3 separate regions of the Hordeum vulgare genome follow, and regions 1 and 3 are each linked to region 2. A link is a contact called in public Hi-C data. All regions are on one chromosome and are shown on one strand. Each heading gives the region's core, a stretch centred on a gene start, on an enhancer-like site or on the middle of the called end of the contact. The rest is flanking DNA. Distances are from core to core; before and after follow the strand shown. Region 1 has its middle 150 kb from the start of LOC123443735. Region 2 holds the start of LOC123443736 (carbamoyl-phosphate synthase large chain, chloroplastic). Region 3 has its middle 69 kb from the start of LOC123442407.

Region 1 (3,739 bases), core at 713-3,212, 900 kb before region 2:
TTAATGTACATATTTTATTTTGGAAAGAAGCAAATAGAGATCATGCATGCAAGGGAAGTTGTGCATGCGTGTATTATTGGAAACAAATGCATATGTGCTAAATTTGGAAGGAAAATAATTCATATATGAAAAATCTGGCATGCAAAAATTAATGGGGTTGGATCCACCGTGCGTTAATGAAAATCAGCTAGGTACCCAGGCACCTAGGTGCCCCAAACATTTTATCTATATATGTATATGTATATGTGTGTGTGTATATATATATAAACTTACGACCATTTCATAAATGTAAAAGTCTATTCGTCATCCAGGATTCAAAATAAGTTATTCTTCTTCCAAATAAACTTATGACCTTTCATAAATAAATTACATTTAAAATAACAATAGTTACATTAATATTGATCCATTACGGAAAATTTGATATAAAAAATTAAAAATATAAATCATAAGACCGGAAAAATCATATTTCATGTATATTTTACATTATGTTTTTATGTTTGTAATTTTACTTGACATAAAATATTTTATGATTACTATATTTTTTTATAATCTTTTTTACGTATGAAATAAAAAAGTAAAATATAAAATTACAGTGCATTGATGTGAAAATAAAGAAGGTTAAAGAATAACTATTCTTCATTTAAAATGACGAATAGTCAATTTCTCAGATCAGAATAGTTATTATGATCCGGCACGGCGCGGACGAGACGTTCCCGAACTACAGAATTGGCAGCGACAGAAAAAAATATAGGAGCCGCTACCCATCGGTCCACCACCTCCCCCTGATCCACAACCTCCCACGATCCCCCACCGGCACCCCACCAGCCATCAAAACCTCCCGCTCCACCGCCTGCAGTGGATACCGGTCGCCGTCGCCGGCCATGGATCCTCGTGCGCCGCTGCCACCCCTATATCCCGCGTGCCACCGCCGGCCCTGGACCTCGCACGCGCCTCCACCGCCCCTCCACCGGCCAGTCGCGCCGCCATGATACGCCCCTGCAACCCCCGCGCACCTCCGCGTAACCCCGCACCTCTTCACCACCTCCGTGGGGCCCGACCATCTCCGCCTCGTCCCTGTGGTGCTCCTCCATCAACGCAGAACTTGTATCCGTTGACGCCACCGGCCGCTGGAGCTCGCGACGGGCATCTTATTGTCGCGTGCCTCCTCCCAGTGACTGTCGGCGTCGCACGTCGCATTCTCCCCATCTGTCTGCTCATGCCTTCCGACTCCTCCCGGTGGGGCTCCAACGTCGCATCACCAACGACGCTCGTCGCCACCAACTCCGGTCGTTCAACAACTACGCGCCTCCTGGAGATTCACAGCAACAACGCCCTCCTGAATCCCATCGTTGCGCCGGAGGGATCAACTATTGGATGCTATACTGCAGCTAGAGGAGCCGTTGACCTTCAACCGGAGGAGGCAACGACCTGCAGCTGCAGGGAGGCTTGGATTGCGGCGGGTCCTCTAGCAACAGTCAGGCCTGTCGCTGACTGAGGAATGAACGGGTACAGAAAATATCCCCTCGTTTTCATTTTAGCTGATGGCATAAACAACATTCTTTTCTTCAAGTATGTGTATATATGTTCCTTGGAACATGATCCTTCAGTTAGTGAAAAGCCATCAGTAATGACAATTGTATGAGATGAATAGTATTCAAAAAGGGATGTCATAATACTACCTCGGTTCCTAAATATAAGTCTTTCTAAAGATTTTATTAGAGAAATTACATACGTATGTATATAGACAGTGGCCGAGGACGAAACTTTTTTAAGGTGGGGCAAACTCTTAAGCTTAATTTTCTTTATTATGCAAATCAAACTATAATACAACTAACAGTGCACACAAAAATGAAAACCAAAATTCATAAAAATATTACACCTGTCAGCATGTACGCCAAGTCCGCCAGTCTCCAACTCCATCAGGAAAAAAAACTCGCTCGCTCTCGCTTGGGTGAGGATCTGAAGTATGACGTGGGGTGGACTAGGTTGAGCGAGGCTAGTGTGTGACGCCATGACCTGCTAACTCCTACGTGCTACGGCCCAATAAAAACGTTGGTGGCATGTTCAATCATGGCCCAATAAAAACGTGTAACGGTGATTTTTCTTTCCCAATGATCTTTTAGCGATCAAACATGTATTCGTATAAAAAAATCATCAAAAATCAAGGTAGACGCTCGCCCTACCGGGAGCTCCGCCTGTGTATATAGACATACTCTAAAGTATATAGATTTACTTATTTTGTTTTGTATGTAATCACCTAATGAAATCTCTTAAAAGACTTATATTTAGGAACGGAGGGAGTAGTAGTTATGCGATTGTGAAGTGAGCTCACCCATTGAGTCAGAAGTTGCTGGCCGTTGGGTCTGTTGATATCGACGCCTTGCGTCCAGTGACAATTTCCACCGTGCATACCATGGATGTCTTGCTCTTCTGCCTTGAACTTCTTCTCCAACCTCTTGCCTCGCCATCTTGGCATTCTTCTTGCTAGCCAGCACGTCTTTGCCGATCCAGGTAAACCAGAAGGTGCATGTGGGGAGCTACCCCGTGCAGAAACGAAAGAGGAAAACAACAAAAAAGGGATTGCCCGATCCAGTCGAACAAGTTGTGGATGAACAACTCGACTTGGGTGTGTTACTCAATTCATCTTATATGGATAATTGTACCGATTTTTGCTCACATGCATTGTATGTGTTGAGACAAGATGTTAGAAGAAAAAAAGGTTCAAATAACACAACAAGAGCAAGGGATTAAATTATAAGAAATAATTTCCCCATTCTAGAAAACTAGAAGTTCAAATTGAAATAACAGCGTGGTTCAATGTTTATAAAATGATGATTTCCTTATTACTATCCAATGTTTAAATTTAAAAAATGGTGAAGTTCGATGTATATACAAAATTCAGATTTTCTCATTACAAAAGAATAAAAGCAAAGAAGGTCAAAAATTTATGAACAAAGAAGTTTTGATTTTTAACAAGAAAAAGTTGAATAATTTCGATAGCTTTTCATAGGTGTATCGTTTGTGTGGTTCAATGCTTTTAAATACCGACAACTTTTGCTCATTACTAAAGAATAAAACAAAAAAAATCAAACTAGAAATAACAGAGCAGCTCAATGTATACAAAAAACTTAGATTCTTCTCGTTTCTAGAAAAAAGTATTTAATTCAACTAAAATATGACGTTTACTAAAAAAATCATTTTTTTCTTTTTCTAAAAAATCAAAATAAGAAGTTCAAATTAAATAACTCAGAAGTTCGAAGTTTATGAAATCTAGAATTTACAAGTTAAAAATCAATCCCATTTTTGGCATTTTAAAACTACTCATAAAATGAGAACGAATTTGATAAGGTTGTCTACATAAGAAAATTGCTTCTCAAACGTAACCTTTCTAATGGTATATCATACACGAAATTCCCATGAAAGAAATGTTTTGTGTATATAGTTCCAAACAAGTTTTAGTGTGTTCAAAAAATGCTCTTAAACAGTCACTGAGTTTTCACAATTGCTATATTTGTTGTGATGTGTAAAAAAATTGAGTTTTCTCTCAAGTTTAAATAGAAATATATGGGCGTATTTTCAACAAGTTTTTGTCCAACTCTGAGGAACAGACGAGGAATCACGAGCAAAAAATACGTGACAGAAGTTCATAGTGAAAACAACGAGAAGTTCAAGCACTACATCAAATGCGTTTAACGTGAGAGTAAAAGAATAAAAAACAAAGTATGAAAAGTTTGTTACT
Region 2 (3,268 bases), core at 208-2,707:
GAAAATTATATGGTTTGCATAAAATTTGTCCATTTTTTTCAAATTCCTTTGAAATGTCTTTGGACTTTGATGTCTATGGCTGGCTCCCGTATCACCAAACGCGTCCAAAGGCGCCTTTTTTGTTGGATATGCGCTTAGGTGGCAGTTTTCAAATTCAGAAGTATGTGTTGGATATGCGCTTAGGTGGCAGTTTTATTTGGGTGTCCAAAGGCGCCTTTTTTGTGTGCATTGCATGTATGCGCACAAGTAATTGCATACACATCCGTCACCACCCTCATAGCTGGAACATGCTCGGGCCGAAGGGTGGTCCTTGATCGACGGGCGGCCTTGGCTAGGATTTACTGGGTGGCGCGAAAGGCAGGGTTTCGAAGTCTGAATGTCTGTTTTAGAATAGGTTTCCATGGCGGCAACTTCAAGCTCTATGTTAGCAGAGCAACATGATCTAGAAGCAATGATGAAATATTTAGGCCACACTAAGGATAATCGAGACGACTCGTAATCTTGAGAAAGGGGCACCGCCGAAGGCAGAACAATGTTTTGGTTCGCTATGACTCGAGTTTATGACATCCTTGATACTTGTCCCTTCCCCTCTCCTCCAAGCAAAGAAGAAGCTAGAATTTCTGCCTCCCGCCAGCGGCGCCGTCGATCCGCCTCGTATCATGTGGCCTTAGGATCATGGAGACGCGGTCGATCGTAGCCCTTGCGGGGTGGGAGGACTCCGTTTTTACATGTTTCTCTGAATTTTGCTAGGGCTTGTGTCACGTTCAAGAAGACGAGACGTTCACGACCCTTAAAGATAAAATAAAATTATGCCCGCCTAGCCCCGGTACCGATGGTGCATCTACCATCGTCGGATGGCGCGTGGAGGTTGTGTGCGGTAGATCCCGCATGATTCGGTTGGTGGTTGTCTTTGATGGATCCACTCGGATCGAGTCTTTGTTCGTCCATGTCACCGTGTCTTGGAGGTTGGATTCTTTCGATCAACATTTTTATTTATTAACGGCGGTTGTTGTCTTGGTGCGTTGGTCCTAAAGGGCCTTAACACGACAACTTCCCGACTATCTATCACAACAAGTTTTGTCCATCTCCGACGAGAGAGGGGTGATGACAGCGGCGTACCTTTGGCTCGTTTCAATGCTTGTAAATTATAAACGTTGCTGGTGGACTACGACTGTAGATGTAATTATTATTAACTTTTGTGTTTGTTGTACCGTCATGATCGATGATGAATAAATCGATTAGATTTTTTTTAAAACTTATTCATACGGATAGAGATTATGCCAGGTGTGGCTCTACAAGAAGATGAAATCGGTTTGGACAGCAAATTCGTCTCATAGGAATTAAGAGGGAGGGAAAGTAAAACAAGGCAGGATAAGACGACGATTTGGAGCCTAAAACTGAACCACCCGCGACAGCGAATATAAAAAGGAATTGGTGAGAGGGTTAAACCCTCACAGTTACACGCCCCCTTAATCCCTCTACAAAAAAACCCTACATCCCCATCGCCCCCTTCCACCCTCCACTTCGCCGCCGCTTCCTCATCACCACCAACCTTGTGCGCGCCTCCGCGCCGCCGCCGCCGCCGCCATGGCGACCTCACTCTCATCCCACTCCCACCTGCGCACATGCCCCTCCTACGCCCACCGCGCCACCGTGCTCCTCCGCTCCCTCCTCCCCTTCCCGCGCCGTCACCACGGCTCCTCCCGCCGCGGCCTCTCCGCCCGCTCCGCCTCCTCCAACGGTGCCGCACAGGACACCGCCGTCACCGTACGCCACTTCGCCGCTGAGCCCACCAAGGGCGGCAAGCTCGCCGGCGTCAAGAAGATCATGATTCTCGGCGCTGGGCCCATCGTCATCGGCCAGGCGTGCGAGTTCGACTACTCCGGCACACAGGCTTGCAAGGCGCTCGTCGAGGAAGGATACGAGGTGGTGCTCGTCAACTCCAACCCGGCCACCATCATGACCGACCCCGACCTCGCCCACCGCACTTACATCGGGCCCATGACCCCGCCGCTCGTCGAGGGCATCATCGCCAATGAGCGCCCCGATGCGCTCCTCCCCACCATGGGCGGACAGACGGCGCTCAACCTCGCCGTCTCTCTGGCCGAATCCGGCGCGCTCGACCGCCTCGGTGTGCGCCTCATCGGCGCTTCCCTCCCTGCTATTCGCGCCGCGGAGGACCGCCAGCTATTCAAGCAGGCCATGGACCGCATCGGACTCAAGACGCCCCCCTCTGGCATCGGCACCACGCTTGAGGAGTGCCTCACAATCGCAAAGGACATTGGTGAGTTCCCCCTGATTGTCCGACCAGCTTTCACGCTTGGTGGCACCGGGGGAGGCATCGCCTATAACAGGGCCGAGTTTGAGGACATTTGCCGCTCTGGTCTGGCGGCTTCACACACGCAGCAGGTGCTTGTGGAGAAATCCCTGCTCGGGTGGAAGGAGTACGAGCTGGAGGTGATGCGTGACATGGCCGACAATGTGGTCATCATCTGCTCCATTGAGAATATCGACCCCATGGGTGTGCATACAGGCGATTCAATCACCGTGGCGCCTGCTCAGACTCTCACTGATAAGGAGTACCAGAGACTCAGGGACTACTCCGTGGCCATCATCCGGGAGATTGGTGTGGAGTGCGGTGGTTCCAATGTACAGTTTGCCGTGAACCCTGCAGACGGGGAGGTCATGGTGATTGAGATGAACCCCAGGGTTTCAAGGTCATCAGCTCTTGCATCAAAGGCCACTGGGTTTCCGATAGCCAAGATGGCAGCAAAACTCTCAGTAGGCTATACGTTGGACCAGATTCCAAATGATATCACAAAGAAGACGCCTGCTAGCTTTGAGCCCTCCATTGACTATGTTGTCACAAAGGTAGTAATCTTGAATCTGTTTGCAACCTCCTTGGAGCAAACAGTATTTGGTTCATTGTAGAAATTTTGCATCCCATCCCACAATAACTTTGTGTTGTGTAGATAGTATTTGCTGTAAACCTGCAAGTTCCAACTGTGGTGCTGATAGCTTACCTTTTTTATTTGCTCTGCATGCCTTAGAACTTTTCAACTTTAATGATTAGTTTGGTCAGTATACTCTCAAGATATTTTAACAGGATGACTAAAATTTCTTATTACTTGCTTAAGCGAATTGTCATATGTGCATCGGCATCTCCCTGTCAGAAGTTGAATGGTTCTTCTTTATTTGATTACAGATAAAGTAGTACTGTTTAGCTATCCTTTGTCTATGGTTCTTCTTTATTTGATTACAGATAAAG
Region 3 (3,612 bases), core at 539-3,038, 560 kb before region 2:
GAGATTATAATTATATTTCTTCCGTTGCAACGTACGGGTCCTTTTGCTAGTGTTAATAAAACACCTATTGCTTCGGTGGTACGTCATTAAAATTGTTCCTGAAGTTGGCATAAATTACCCACCATGTCACCCGTAAGTCAAAAACGATTCAGTTTTTCCTTTCCGAAGTCGTGTATGCTTCGTTCTTTTATAATATGTGATACTAAGTAAACTCAGAGATGCGTACGTAGCATGGTGGCTAAGGCCTAACGGTTTCAGCGAAGAGACCAGGGTTCGATCCCCGGTCTCGATGAATTCCCCAATCTCTTGTAAGTCCTCCCTACATATCCGTGGCTTGCTTTGCTATTTTTTTATTTCATTTTTGTCTTTTTTTTTCTTTCATCTTTAAACTGATTTGAAATTTTCAAAATTTAAAAGTTGTGAGTTTTCAAAACATGTTCGAGAAATCTTAAAATATATGTGAATTCAATTTTTTTTAACAAAATCATAATTTTTTGCGGATTTAAAAAAGTTGGCGGTTTTTGCCAATCCGTACGCAAATTATAAAAAATAACCGCGATCTGGAAAAAATGGTTAGGAAATAAAATCATGTTCGGGATTTTGAAAAAAATATAGTGTATTCAAAGCATATTCGGGAATATGAAAAAAATGTGCATGAAACTTTAGAAAATATTCACATAAATTAAGAAAATCAATTTTCAAATTTGTTCCCAAAAAGCTCGTATGTTCAAAAAATGTTTGCTGAGTTAAAAATTGTTCATCAATTCAAAAAATGTTTGTAAAAAAATAATGTACGGTATTTTTTTGAAAAACCACAAGTTTTTTTCAAAAACATTGTCGATTCGGAAACCCGTTCACCGATTCAATAAACTTTTATGTCTAGGAATTGATTAGTATTATGAAAGGCTTTATATGTCTAGGCGTTGGGAGTAGTTCATGATCGATGAGATTTGTTTTTAAAGTTGTAAACATTTCCTTGCGCAACATAATAAAAGGTTGGGTGTGCAGTGGTAAGCTAATAGTCTTGGTATTTATTACGTTAAACATATTGTGATCACGTGGACATCGTAACCATCATCAGCGAGGAAAGAAAAATAAATGACAACATGGTGAGCCATCGTGTTAAAATAGAAGATAATTTTATGTCAGAGTATTGAGTCCTACTTATTTGATTAGTGCATAATTTTTTCTATCTCCCATTGCAACGCACGGACATATTTGCTAGTATAAATAAAGCAAGCAGACAACACCTGATATATATGAGTGGCTGATCACTTAATTCATTTAGATGTCCGATTGTAGACGAGTTGGCTCGAGACGAGGCCGCGGTGATGGAGGCAGGCGTGTCGGGGCGAGGCCATGGCTCAGGGCGATGCCAGCCTTACGTAGGCGGGCGTTGCGGTGTGCGTGTGTGTGCACGCATCCGTTTCTAGGGCGTGGTCGGCTTGGCGAATCCCTGACCGTGTCTATCTTCAGGTCGTAGCCGAATTTGGAAATTTGTGCGTCCCTTGCCCACAAGGATGTTTGATTGATGGGATTCGCCCGGAGACGACCAGGCAAACGGCTGTAGCTAGCGGGTGTTCTTGTTGTAATATGAAGCAATACTCCCAGTGTACGTATTAATACTTATCCATCAAATCCAACTTAAGTCACTCATGCGTGTTGTTGCCTCTCCCTTTTTCTTCTCCTTTTTCTATTTCATCCCCACGTGGCTAGTGAGTAGCTCAACAGCAACAAGGAAACTCCACAGGACTTCCCGTAGGCGGACAGGAAAACGTGACCACAAATAGGGCCGGCTCTGGCCCTAGGCGAACATGGACGACGCCCAGGGCCCATGTTTTGAGGGGGTCCATCATGACGTATGTATAAGTATACGTGTTGCTATATGAGCTGAAAAAAAAATAAGCTAAAGGCCTCAAGCCTAAAGATCAAGTCTCGATTGTGATGGGAAGACTTGTACGCGCTGCCTCTTAACTATACCAGTGACTGTAGCCTCAACTGAAAGAAGTTTCTCTAAATTAAAACTGCTAAAAAATTGTTTGAGGTCAACTATGTTACAAGACAGATTGAATGGCTTGGCTATGTGTTGTATTGAGAAGGATGGCTTAGACAAAATTGATCTTGATACTCTCATCAATGATTTTGCATCTAGAAATGTCCGAAGAAGATTCTTTGTGAAGCACTGGTGTATTATTGTCCATGAACTCATATGAACTTTGTTTTTATTTAAGATAATTAAACTAGCAGCGAATATTATTTCTTAAATTTTTCTACTTTTTTATTTATAGTTGTCTCTAAATAACAATTAGTGATCGGCCCACAATGGAAACCGAGTAGCGGAAACAACGGTTGCCTTTAGATGATTGTTGTGACGCAGTAGATTTGACCGGGGTAGTGTTGGCAGTAATCCCTCACAGCTGCCTCCAGCGTCACGCGCATCCAGTCCAGAAAGGAAGCAACCTTGCTAGACGCATGGAGTTGGCAAGAGGTCACGAGACGCTTGTTTTATCAGGAAGTGATGTGAAGCCGACCGGGGCACGGTGGCGGTGGCGGTAGAGCGCCGTCCAAGGGTGCAGCAGACCAGGGCACGAGGCGAAGTGGAGCCGGTGCCAGCGGAGGGCGCGGCTGCGGTCGGTTGTGCAGTGGATAAGAAACATCACCCAGTGGAAGCCAGCCGTGGGCGCAGTAATAACGAGGTCGCTTGAGGCGATGCCTGCTTGAGGCGAGATGCGGACGGCGGCTCCTACGTCGCGCGGGGATGGTGCCTCATGGCACGCGCGGCGAAGTGGGAGCGAGGCGAGGCGCGGCGCGGGCGGAGGCTGGTCGGCTCAGATGCGGTGTGGTAGCCTGAGTCCGGGGCGGCTTATAATTGATTCCTTCTTTTTTTTGTTTTCTGGTAGTCTTCGTCAGATGTTGATTGATCGATAGATCATGGATATCAGCCCTTGTATCCTGTTAAACTTCGCGGATCGTACGACACGATGATAGCATTGCACTGATAACCCTAGCTTTCTATCACGATCTGATTTTGTATACAACGTCCTGACTGCCTCGTTGCAATTTTTCTCTTGCATTGTTCGACCAAATTAATGTTGAAACTAGAGTTGATGTAGATCTTCGAGCCGGTTCTTGCGGATTCGACGGGTCATAAGCTTCTCGATTCCTAGGAGAGATCCCTTCAAGAACACAATTTTACCATGCGCTCGTCCATGGTGGGTGCCAAATGTCGTGGTTTTGTCACGACATATGTCCTCGCGAGAGAAGTTAGGTGTGAGACCATCGCAACTATGTGGCGGCTTGAGAGGGGTTAGTCAGAATCGAGAGACGCGAGTTTACCTAGGTTCGGCCCCTCCGATGAAGGTAAAAGCCTACGTCATCCTTGTGTTTCATTGATGAAGATGATGATCTCGATTACAAGGGTGCGGAATCGCTACCTCTAATCTCGAGGGTGTCTAATATGTCTATCTCTAATTGCCTGAACATGTCATGGCTCAATCTAACTTGTCTTGTCCCTCTTGGGCCGCCTTACCACTCCTTATATAAGTGGAAGGGGTAGGTTTACATGTAGAATCCTACTAGGAGTAGGAATAGGATTAGTCTCTCTTGAATCCT

Evidence for each region. A called contact is a pair of places that touch in the nucleus more often than the background predicts.
Region 1: a Hi-C map of leaf shows a contact between it and region 2, with 6 times the contacts expected there. The contact joins the enhancer-like site here to the promoter of LOC123443736 in region 2. A contact is called at or near these places in 2 of 6 Hi-C or Micro-C datasets (leaf and seedling) and 1 of 1 datasets of contacts at active chromatin or transcription factors (embryo).
Region 3: a Hi-C map of seedling shows a contact between it and region 2, with 4 times the contacts expected there. The contact joins the enhancer-like site here to the promoter of LOC123443736 in region 2. A contact is called at or near these places in 1 of 6 Hi-C or Micro-C datasets (seedling) and 1 of 1 datasets of contacts at active chromatin or transcription factors (embryo).

The regions. Positions count from the first base shown.
Region 1 is chr3H:320,956,914-320,960,652 of MorexV3_pseudomolecules_assembly, forward strand. No RefSeq gene overlaps it. Among protein-coding and RNA genes, the nearest start is that of LOC123443735, 150 kb to the left of the region's middle. Within about 2 kb of position 1,963, at least 2 of the 3 cell types and tissues checked have open chromatin away from gene starts, as enhancers often do. A contact at or near this core is called in leaf, where this site is marked.
Region 2 is chr3H:321,857,374-321,860,641 of MorexV3_pseudomolecules_assembly, forward strand. It overlaps LOC123443736 (carbamoyl-phosphate synthase large chain, chloroplastic), which reads left to right and starts at 1,458. Exons shown (of 3, transcript XM_045120250.1): 1 at 1,458-2,871. The coding sequence starts at 1,588.
Region 3 is chr3H:321,300,518-321,304,129 of MorexV3_pseudomolecules_assembly, forward strand. No RefSeq gene overlaps it. Among protein-coding and RNA genes, the nearest start is that of LOC123442407, 69 kb to the right of the region's middle. Within about 2 kb of position 1,789, at least 3 of the 3 cell types and tissues checked have open chromatin away from gene starts, as enhancers often do. A contact at or near this core is called in seedling, where this site is marked.